2 separate regions of the Gossypium hirsutum genome follow, and region 1 is linked to region 2. Evidence: chromatin contacts called from public Hi-C data. All regions are on one chromosome and are shown on one strand. The core of a region is the stretch at or near the end of the contact, and the rest is flanking DNA. Distances in the headings are between cores, read along the strand shown. Region 1 holds the start of LOC107927604 (peptidyl-prolyl cis-trans isomerase FKBP62). Region 2 holds the start of LOC107927611.

Region 1 (5,579 bases), core at 402-2,901, 190 kb after region 2:
CTTTTGTTTTGCAACTGTGCCCCTTTCTCTTTCTAAATTTCGTGCTTGATTTTTGTGGTGATTTTCATTTTGGGAAGGCATCTCTACTTCGATTTATGTCGCGGTATGTTGTTTTCGCCATCATTTTAGCAATTTTTAGTGTCCTTTAGGAAGACATGGCTAAAGGCGATGGAAGATCAAATAGAACTTAACTCAGAAGTGATGGTCGATCTAGAGATGTGCCACCTAGGGAGACAATGAGGGAGCAGATGATTATTATCAAGCAACTTAAAAGGGTAGAAGATGAACCAGTGGCGAGCCTTAACTATCTATGTAGCATAACAAAGTTTGAAAAGCAAAAGATGTTGAAGTGTCGGAGGCTACTTGATAACCATTATCATTTTGACTTTAGCATCCTAGAGGGATCTCATCACTTAAGTAAGGTATTTGGTTCTAATTATACCAACGGAGATTCAACTTCTGTCTCTCATTATTTTTGTTTGAAGTAGGGTTCTGACTCCTTCTCCCTGAATTCATGCAGGACATACTTTATGACTTTAATGTAGCACCTAGGCAATTGATGCATATCTCTTGGTGGCTGATATTTAGATATTTAATTTTTCTTCGTAAAAGAGGTTTTCATCCTTCCACTCTTGTTTTTCTCTATATATATTACCTAAGAGAGATAGATAAAAATAAGCTTCTCGAGTTGCTCAAATTCTATCCATGAGAAACCCACCCGAAGGCAAAGGACATATTTTTTTAGTAAAAAGATTATGATTAGTATTGACTATCATAAATATATACTCGTAGAATTGAAATTTGGTAGAAAGCTTGATTTCCCAATCGAGTGGAAATGACCTTCTGCCACTAGCATGTTCCGACTGTGACTGACAGACATTCAGAATGACACTCAATAGTACAAATTGATGAATTAGAAGGGTATACTAGTGGTCTCGTTTGAGATTACTTTATGGAGTGTGTTTAGGTATTGTCTAGTAAATCCTTAGAAATTTTGGTATAACCTTATAAATTTTGGTAAATCCATAGAAATTTTGGTATGCCAAAATGTTGAGTTAATCGAGTTTGAAGCACCAAGAAAATCTTTAAAAATATTGGTAAATCTTTAAAAGTATTGGTAAATTCTTATAATTTTTTGGTAAGACTTTATAAATTTAGGTAAATCCCTAGAAATACCGGTAAATCCTTAGAAATATTAGTATCCATAAAATGTTAAATTTTTATAAATTTTGGTAAACACATAAAATTTTGGTAAATCCTCACATATTTTTGTATAACCTAAAAAATTTAAATATTTGATTAAATTCTTAATTATTTTAATAAATTATTAGAAATGTTCATAACTTACCATTTTAAAATTTTCTTTTTCTATTAAATGTGAACGGGAGCTTATGGGAAGCTCTTTGTAAAGAATGCACGCTAAAATCTTTGTGGGCAAAATTTTTAAAGCTGGAAAATAATCGAATTGGTCAACTCATTAATTCGTTCATGCAATAGATCAAATAAATTTAAATAATTTAATAAAAAAATTAAAAAGTTATTAAAAATGAATGCACCAATTCAACTAATTTTTTAACAGGTTTGAAACTACTACCCGATTTTCAATCCAAGCTGTATGAGTAGGCAGTCGAATGTGGTTCAGTAACATTGTTTGCGGGATCTATTGAAGCATATTTAAAGAAAATAAAATAAGCTGAATAAGTGTTCGCGTATACTATATCAGACTGTTAGAACTCTCTAGACTCTGTCTCGCTATTTTAAAATTTCCTTTGTCTCAAGACTTATTTTGCATCAATCAAATTAGCAAAACCAACGAAATCCTTCAAGAATTTGACAATTTGCCTTCTCTTAATTCATAAAAAATCTCTCATTTTCATCTCAGCTAGCCAGTAGTCTTGCAAAAAGCCCCCATGGAAGACGACTTCGATTTCCCAACAGCCAACAACGTGGAGGAAGACGAGATGGGCATCTTAGGAGATGACCCAGTCAACTCACTTCTCGAAGCCGGCGAGGAGAAAGAGATTGGGAAAAACGGGTTGAAGAAAAAACTGGTTAAGCAAGGTGAAGGATGGGAGACTCCCTCCAATGGTGATGAAGTTGAAGGTAATGATCTTCTTCTTTTTCTTCTTCTTCATTCCTTGATTTGGTTATTCTTTTGTTTGACTTTCTTTGAGATTTTTTAGTTGTTGGGTTTGTTGATTTTGATTATTGTTTTCCTTCTTTTGAAGTGCATTATACTGGAACTTTGCTTGATGGAACCAAGTTTGATTCCAGCCGCGATAGAGGGACTCCTTTTAAGTTCAAGCTTGGCCTAGGTAAATAATTGTATGTTCAGCTTCATTTTTTTGATGAATTTAGTTAGTTTCTCTGTTAAATCTGGTGTTTTTATAATAATAACAATGTAATGAATTTAATAAGACCGTTGAATTTCATGGTAATCATGAAACATTGAGTTGAATGACATGTGAATCACTTTTTTATTTCTTTGAGAAGGTATAGAAGTGCTTGAAAATTACTAAGAGAATATATTTTAATCACTTCAAGCAGAATTAATCATTACAAATGCGGCAGATTTAATTATGAATAAGTCTAGATAGAGCCCAGAAATGCTTTATATATGGGGTAAGATTCGAACCTTGGCACTCAAGATTCCAGCCTCTACCTTGTTAACACGGCCAAGGTCTCATTGGTGATACGTGGATTACTTAAGTGCTTCTTTTCTAGGAAAAATGCTGGCATTAACTATGCTTTCTAATAAAAATCTGTAGTTAGGTCATAGGTGTGACCTGTTAAGATCCTTCTTGGTGTATGATACCTAAGGTCTGACTTCAAATCATAACCTTGAAAATAAAGCACTGTCTGGTGTGATATTTGTATGTGTTTCATGGAAGCATTGAGAGAACAGGAAGGTTACCTGTCCAAAGAGAAAAGAGAAAAGGGTTACTGACCAGTGTGATATTTGGATGTGTTTCATGGAGGCACTGAGTGAACAGGAAGGTTAGTTGTCCTCAAAGAGAAGAGAAAAGGAAGGTTATAGCTACCAAATTTGATGAAATAATAAGTGAAATGGTATGATACTGAATGTGTGTTCTGGAAGCATTGAGAAAACAGGGAGATTTTTCATCTGAAAAAAGAGAGAGTAAAGGGTGGTATAGCTACCTAATTCAATGAAATAATAAGTGAATTTTTCCAAATTTCAACAGACATTTTTGTCAACTATTATTGTTTCTGGAGTATCTGTCTGTAACAGCATGAACTGGGATTTGCTCACTTGTTTCTCTCCTTAAACTTCAGGACAAGTAATCAAGGGCTGGGATGAGGGTATCAAAACAATGAAGAAGGGTGAAAATGCCATTTTCACCATACCTCCTGAGTTGGCATATGGTGAATCTGGATCACCTCCAACTATTCCTCCTAATGCAACACTTCAATTTGATGTGGAGTTGCTTTCTTGGACTAGCTTCAAGGACATATGCAAAGATGGAGGAATCTTCAAGAAAATACTTGTTGAAGGGGAGAAATGGGAGAATCCTAAAGACTTGGATGAAGTATTTGGTAAATATAAATTAATTTCCTCTTTTGCTGCTTTAATTATTCAGAGATCTTATGTGACTGTGTGCTTAATGTGTACTGTGAATTTCTGTTTTTGTGACAGTTAAGTATGAAGCTTGTTTAGAAGATGGCACACTGATTTCACAATCTGGTGGACTGGAGTTCACTGTTGGAGATGGTTAGCATTATTCCCCTCTATTATACTCACTTGTCTAGAATGATCTCTGCTAGCTTAAATATGACAATGAGATTGTACCATGCAGGCTATTTCTGCCCTGCATTGGCGAAGGCAGTCAAAACAATGAAGAAAGGGGAGAAAGTTCTTTTGATAGTGAAGCCACAGTGTAAGTTAGATTCCTTTATGCTTCATTGGTTATGGCAGACTATGAAACCTAATTGACTTCTGTTTGCTTATAGATGCATTTGGTGAGGATGGTAGGCCAGCATTGGGCAGTGAAGGTGCTGTTCCTCCAAATGCTACCCTTCATGTTACTCTTGAGCTGGTTTCTTGGAAGAGTGTTTCGGATGTCACAAAGAACAAAAAGGTCTTGAAGAAGATCTTGAAGGAGGGAGAGGGTTATGAACGACCGGATGATGGAACAATAGTTCAAGGTAAGATGGCTTGGAATTTTATTTTTCATTATAGTCTATAATTGTTCGGTTGGTTGCTAGGTTTTCCATTTTATCTATTTTTTTTTCAGTGTATTTATAGCTCATTTTAATACTGCTTGCTAGTTAAATTTATTGGAAAGCTGGAGGATGGGAAGATTTTTGTGAAGAAGGGACATGATGATGAACTTTTTGAGTTCAAAATTGATGAAGGTAATCATAGTTTTGTGATCCTGATTTGCTTCTTTCTGGACTTGTGTCTTCTTATCTTTCTTTCTCAATAAGATTTTATGACATAATGGCATTTGTTTCATACTTTGTCTTCATTGAAAGTTGTTTCTAATGTAGATGACACTTGTTACAGAACAAGTTATTGATGGGCTCGATCAAGCTGTGAAGACCATGAAGAAAGGAGAACTTGCACTTATCACTATTCAGCCAGAATACGCGTTTGGTTCGTCCGAATCACAGCAGGAGTTGGCTGTTGTTCCTGCAAACTCAACCGTGTATTATGAGGTTGAGATGGTCTCTTTTGTGAAGGTTAGTTCTTATATCGCATTTTACCCCCTTAGTAGATCTGTCCATCGCATGTGGGTGTAGTGGTGACTACAGGCCTACTGATTGCAGGAGAAAGAATCTTGGGACATGAATGCTCAGGAAAAGATTGAAGCTGCTGGGAAGAAGAAAGAAGAAGGGAATGCTTTATTCAAGGCAGGTAAATATGAAAGAGCATCGAAAAGATATGAGAAGGTATGCTTATGTAACATGCACCTTGTCATTCGTGCAATTGTTGACTGTTTTTACTAGTGATTTGACTATTTCGCAACAATTCCTTTGTGCAGGCTTTTAGGTTCATAGAATATGACTCTTCTTTCAGTGACGAGGAGAAGCAGCAAGCTAAGTTGCTAAAAGTAACTTGCAATCTCAACAATGCAGCTTGCAAATTGAAACTCAAAGATTACAAGAAGGCTAAGAAACTGTGTACTGAGGTTGCATCTTTAATGGCATTTTTGATGAACTGTAAATGTTAATGCACTCATGCTGACAATTAGGCATGTATGATTTTGTAGGTGTTAGAACTTGATGATAGAAATGTGAAAGCACTATATAGGAGGGCTCAAGCATATATGGAACTTGTTGATTTCGATTTGGCTGAGGCAGATATCAAAAAGGCCCTGGAGATTGACCCCGACAACAGGTATTTGTCTACTGCAAAATGTTGGTTGTACCAAGAATATGTTTTTTTTTTTTTTTGAACATAGCATCCAGAATATGTTACTTTTATGATTTATCTTAGCTGATAGTCATTGCATCCTACCTCTATGAGTGGTGGGATGTGAGCCAGGTAAGAATTTATCTTGCACAAATGTTCTAGGTGAATATGTGCCTTTTTGCACTTGAGATGTTGTAGAAACAAG
Region 2 (5,327 bases), core at 1,705-4,204:
ACAACAGTGCTCATGTTCTCAATTGGCAACCTATATTATATTTTAAATATTGCATAAGATAAACTTTACCTATTAATATGCAAATCTTTATTAATATAATTTTTTATAAATAAAAAATTCAAGTATTTTTTTATATTTATACTATTATTTAAGTTTTTTACTGATTTAATGTCATCAGCAATCAGGTTATTAACTCGATTAATGAAATTATGAAAATATTTTTTTGTAATTGAAATAAAATATATTTTTAGGGTACTTTAGCTTTTTTATTTTAACTAAAACCAATAAAAATATGCATATGGTGGAGTTTGAACTCAAACCAATTGAATTAGTAAAACCTTGAATTTACTACTCAACCAAAATTTTATTTTAATATATTTTTTATATATTTTTATTTTAAAATGCACAATTTATTACATTCATGAGTTGTATATATAAATAATGTTGTTGATTGAGTTGATGTTATAAGTTAACCCACCATTTACTTAAGATTGATGATGATATCATGATAAATAATTGTACGCCATTTACTTAAGATTGATGATGATATCATGATAAATAATTGTACTCATAAAATATTCTTACTATGATGTATTTATATGTTTAAATTTTATGTTACAATTGGAACGGTTTTTTATTTTAATATTGTACAAATATATTTCATTTGTTATTATTAATTAGTTTCAAGTCATATATTTAATTATTTATTGCATGTTATTTTCAAACACGCCTTTGTTTTTTAAATATGTGATTTTCACATGTATAAATAAAATTACTATTTATTTTATAAAACTTTATTTAGTGTATAATTGAAAAAAAAAGCTGTCATGTAGACAAATATTGTTAAGATGAATGAAGAGTAAATATTGAACTATGAAACTTAAATAGATTATAATTTAAAGGGAAAGTAAACGATACAAAAGTTAACTACAACTAATATATGTTTATTTATTTTAAAATTTACAAACTGAAGTTCCCAAACTTTTAGCTTCTCAATAACTATTAGTCGATCCAACTTTATCACTTTAATTAAACCTTTTTTTTTTGTATATTATAATTTTGGGAGAAGAGATTAGTTGAACAAGGTTTCTAACCCTAATTTTTATTTAGGAAAGTTTTGAGAGCAGTTGGTATTGTTTAGAATTTAGAATTTGTCTTATTTATTATGTTTAAGTAAAGTATTTTGATTATTTGCTTGAGAATATTTTATATTATTTAATTTTGTGATTATAATAAGAGAAGAGATTCGATAAAATAAGATTATTTTTCAAGGATTCTAATGTGATCTATTTATCTTATATATTGATATATGCAATCTAAGAAGACGTGAACTGACTTTATGAAGATTTTTTATGCAATTTAATGTGCACCATTTTCATGAACAAGGATTGAATCATCAACCACATAACTAAGGGATGAGAAGAATAACCATCTCATCACATCTTATTACCGATAATAATTAATTATTTAATATAATACCTATTTAAATTATAGTAATCATAATAATGTTTATTAAAGCATTTGATAGAGTAGTAGGTAAAAAAAATTATAGATTGTTAATAAGGTTATACAATGAGCAATACAGCCTAATTGTCTTCAATTAATGTTCTGTGTAACAATTAATATTTATCACCAAATCAAGGTTAGCATCAATGCTTTCTTTAAAGGGAGAAACATTTCTTCAACTAAATACTTTGAATTATTACAGAAATGATTAGGCATTATCCTTTATAAGCAACCTCTTATAATTCTTATAAATGGAGTAGTTAGCAGCAGTCCATTAGGCCCCTTCATTTCTTGAATTTAACTCCCATCACTACTTATTTGTTCTTTTTTATCCAATATTCAACAAATTTATTATAAATTATACCAATAAAAACCCAACATGTTATGCTATTATCAAATCTCAAATAGAGTTTGTTATCAACTAAAACTGACTTCACACCAATTCATTTGTATAAAAACATGAAACTCAAATTATAATAATAAAATAAATTAAAATTATTTCTTTTTAAAAAAAGCTCACTTTACAATTTTTTTCTAATTTTTTCTTTTAAAATATATATTTTTAAGTTATGATAAAATTTAATTTTATATAAATAAATTAAATTTAATTCGTGATTTAACTCCTAAATTAATTAATTTTCTCATTTTAGTATTCAATTTTTTTTGTGTACTTGAATACTTAAATTATTATTTTGTCTCATTTTATCATTGAAAAGCTCAATGCTAATTAATAAGAATGTGACATGTGGTGGTAGATGATATCACCTACTTTGATAGTCTAAGTATTAAAATAGATAAAAAAAATTAAAAGGATAAATAAAAATTATAAATGAATTTTGATTCAATGTGCAATTTAGATATATAAAATTTTAATTTTGGTTTAAATACGTTCATAAAAATTTGATTTTTATTCAATTCTATACATTTAAAGAAATGATTTTATCAATTTATTTTTATATTTGATAAGTATAATTATTTATATATGTAATATATAAATATAAAATGGTGTTATACAAAAGGTGATGTTAGTAGTTTGTGAAAATTAAATCAAATCAAAATATCTTGTATAAAATTACACAAAATTATTAAACATTTATGTACAATATCATATATTAACTAAAATTTATGTATAATTTTAAAATTTATGTTGAATTAAAAAATGAGATAATTTGAAGGTTAAATAGTAAATAAAAGCCAATAAATTGTTAACATAATAAAATAATTTAATAAAGAGGACACAAGGACGAATAGTGGGATTGAAGCAAGTCAGAAAGAAAGTGGACGTTGATAAGCAGCGGCACATGGGATACAGGATAAAGCCTTTATCATCATCATACAGAGAGTTTAAGACTCCATCATTGTTTCATACACTTACACATATACACATATACACATATACACATATACATACACTCACTGTCTGTTAAGACTTGATTTTAAGACCCACCATGCAAACTAACACATGCATTTATAAAAGAAGAATAACCTTTTCTTTTCCTGATTTCCCTTTAGCCCCTTTTCGCCTTTATATTTCTTACCATATACTCACTTCAATTAAGTCAATCTTCCCTTTGGTGTTTTCAACCTTCTTTATTGGAAAAAGCCCAAACCCCATTGTTTTAGTTTAATTCTCTTCATCTTCTTCTTCGTGTAACAAGTCTAAATTTTGCTTCTTTTTCTTAATCCATGGATCATGGGAGACATCATTCCTCAGGTTTTTTTTTTCATGGCTTTATAATCATTTATTTTGGTGGTGGTCGAAGTTGTTTGATTTTTCCATTGTTTTTTTCCCCTTGTTTATAAAGTAACCATTTTTCTGTTCATTTCGTTCTGGTTAAGTTAATTTTTTTTTTCACATTATGGGGAAAAAAGTTTTGTAATTTTGAAATTTGTTAATGGGGTTTCTTTGATTTTGCAGGGCATGAGAGCCATGGAGTTCATTTGTGTCACAAATGTGGGTGGCCATTTCCAAACCCACATCCTAGTGCAAAACACAGGCGTGCCCACAAGAAGATTTGTGGTACCATTGAAGGTTTCAAGCTGGTTCCCTCGGCAGAACAAATAACACGTACAAATGGTTCTGATGACGAACCAGTTCCATATGATGATCACAAAAACCCAAGTAACTTAATCCTACTTTATTCTCGGAATTTGTGTTGAAATTCCACTGTTTTCATAATTATAGTCTCTTTCTATGCGTGGGGGTGTTTTGATCTATATAACAGTCCATGTTGGGGTAATTTGTTGAATTTTAAAAGAGTGTTTGTTGAACTAATTGTATTTACCGTGTTAATTTTGGTGAATTTTAGATACTAAAGTTCCAAAATTTATGTAGATAGGTAGTTTGGTGAATTTTAGTTTGGTGAATTTTCAGATGCTGCAATGGAGTTTCAAGATGGTAGATTTGGTGTTGGAAGGCAGGACAGTTTGGATAATGTTGGCAAACCAGACACGGTTGCCGAAAAGGATCTTCCTGCTACTATTTCTTTAAAACATTTAGAAGATTCTGGTAAGTTTATTTATGAGACTTCACGGGTTATTTTGAATCCAGACATGTCTGTTTGTGTTAGATGCATTTATTAATGGCTTGTCTGAGAAATTTAGCTCATGTCTATAAGAAGTTGCTTGTATATTAATGACACATCTGAATCTGATCTATCTTGATTCCTTTAGTTTCTAGAAAACAGGCTTATCCCTGCATTTAAGTAATGGTTTGTATATGAGATCTATTGGTTGGTATTCGGGGTTGGGGCTAGAGTCTTAAATAAAATCATGTTTGGGGCGGATTTCGTGTATATATACACACACATGGAAGTTGAGAATTAGGTGTTCTCAATCCAGTGAAATTTTGCATGACAGAGCCCTTATAATTTGGTTTGATTGCCGATGTTTAGATTCTTTTTTATTATTTTAATATCTTTGTTTCATTTATATATGCAGAAATTGTGCAACCACCACAGAATTCAGCTGAAAGTAGCCAAAACGAAAATCCTTTTACGAAAAGCATGCTTTTTGTGTCAAATGGCACACTAGAGCACCAAGGTGTTGGCTTGAGCTATAGTAAGGATTCCGAGGATAGAACTGCTTCTGCTAGTGGTGTTGTTCCAATCGAAGCGGAAACACTAAAAGGTGTCCCCGAAGAGAGCAGGGAAGTTGATCCTGGTGCTAGTGCTGCAGAATGCTCTGTTGAGCAGCCAACTAATACAAATGGAAATGAAGAAGGCGAGTTAAATGAAAACCTCTTGGATGGCTTGATTCTTCCAAGTGAACAAGCTGCTGGTGAAGTATCAAGAACAGTGCCTACTTCGGAAAAGACATTAGGTTTAACTTTAGATATTTTTCAGTTGAATGAAGATTCCAGTGATAGGTTGGCTTCCAAGACATCCATGAACGAAACTGGTGAGCAAGAAGAGACTGGTGGTAATGGAAACCCAGGAACGGGTATAGAAAGAAATGTAATAGATATTGTGACATCGAACAGTGAGGGTATAACTTCAGTGACTGAATCGGCTGAAAATATTGTTGAACCATCAGTAGAAGTCCACGACTCTGTTTTACAGGACAAACCTGATAATGCTCTGACAAATCAGCTGTATGAAGACATTGAGATAGATGCTTCGTATATGCGTGTTGCCAAAGACAGCTATGAACTTGGCGGAAACCATGAGGCTACTGTTAAAGAAGTGCTTTTTGAGGGGAAAGCTGGTTTGCTTCAAGACCATAAATGGTCTGATGAACTGTCTCCTGTTGATGCCTATACAACTGAGAATGAGAAGGACCAGGAAGTTGGCTCTCTCCAAGAACAACAGCCTGTGTATGTT

What was found. A called contact is a pair of places that touch in the nucleus more often than the background predicts.
Region 1: a Hi-C map of hypocotyl shows a contact between it and region 2, with 1.8 times the contacts expected there. The contact joins the promoter of LOC107927604 here to the promoter of LOC107927611 in region 2. A contact is called at or near these places in 2 of 34 Hi-C or Micro-C datasets (hypocotyl and leaf).

Annotation. Positions count from the first base shown.
Region 1 is chrA10:73,623,039-73,628,617 of Gossypium_hirsutum_v2.1, forward strand. It overlaps LOC107927604 (peptidyl-prolyl cis-trans isomerase FKBP62), which reads left to right and starts at 1,652. Exons shown (of 13, transcript XM_041079333.1): 1 at 1,652-2,103; 2 at 2,229-2,315; 3 at 3,295-3,555; 4 at 3,656-3,730; 5 at 3,816-3,896; 6 at 3,970-4,164; 7 at 4,288-4,374; 8 at 4,526-4,701; 9 at 4,789-4,911; 10 at 5,004-5,150; 11 at 5,232-5,359. The coding sequence starts at 1,911.
Region 2 is chrA10:73,435,255-73,440,581 of Gossypium_hirsutum_v2.1, forward strand. LOC107927611 reads left to right here and starts at 2,955. Exons shown (of 5, transcript XM_016858725.2): 1 at 2,955-3,220; 2 at 3,425-3,628; 3 at 3,881-4,015; 4 at 4,447-5,327. The coding sequence starts at 3,193.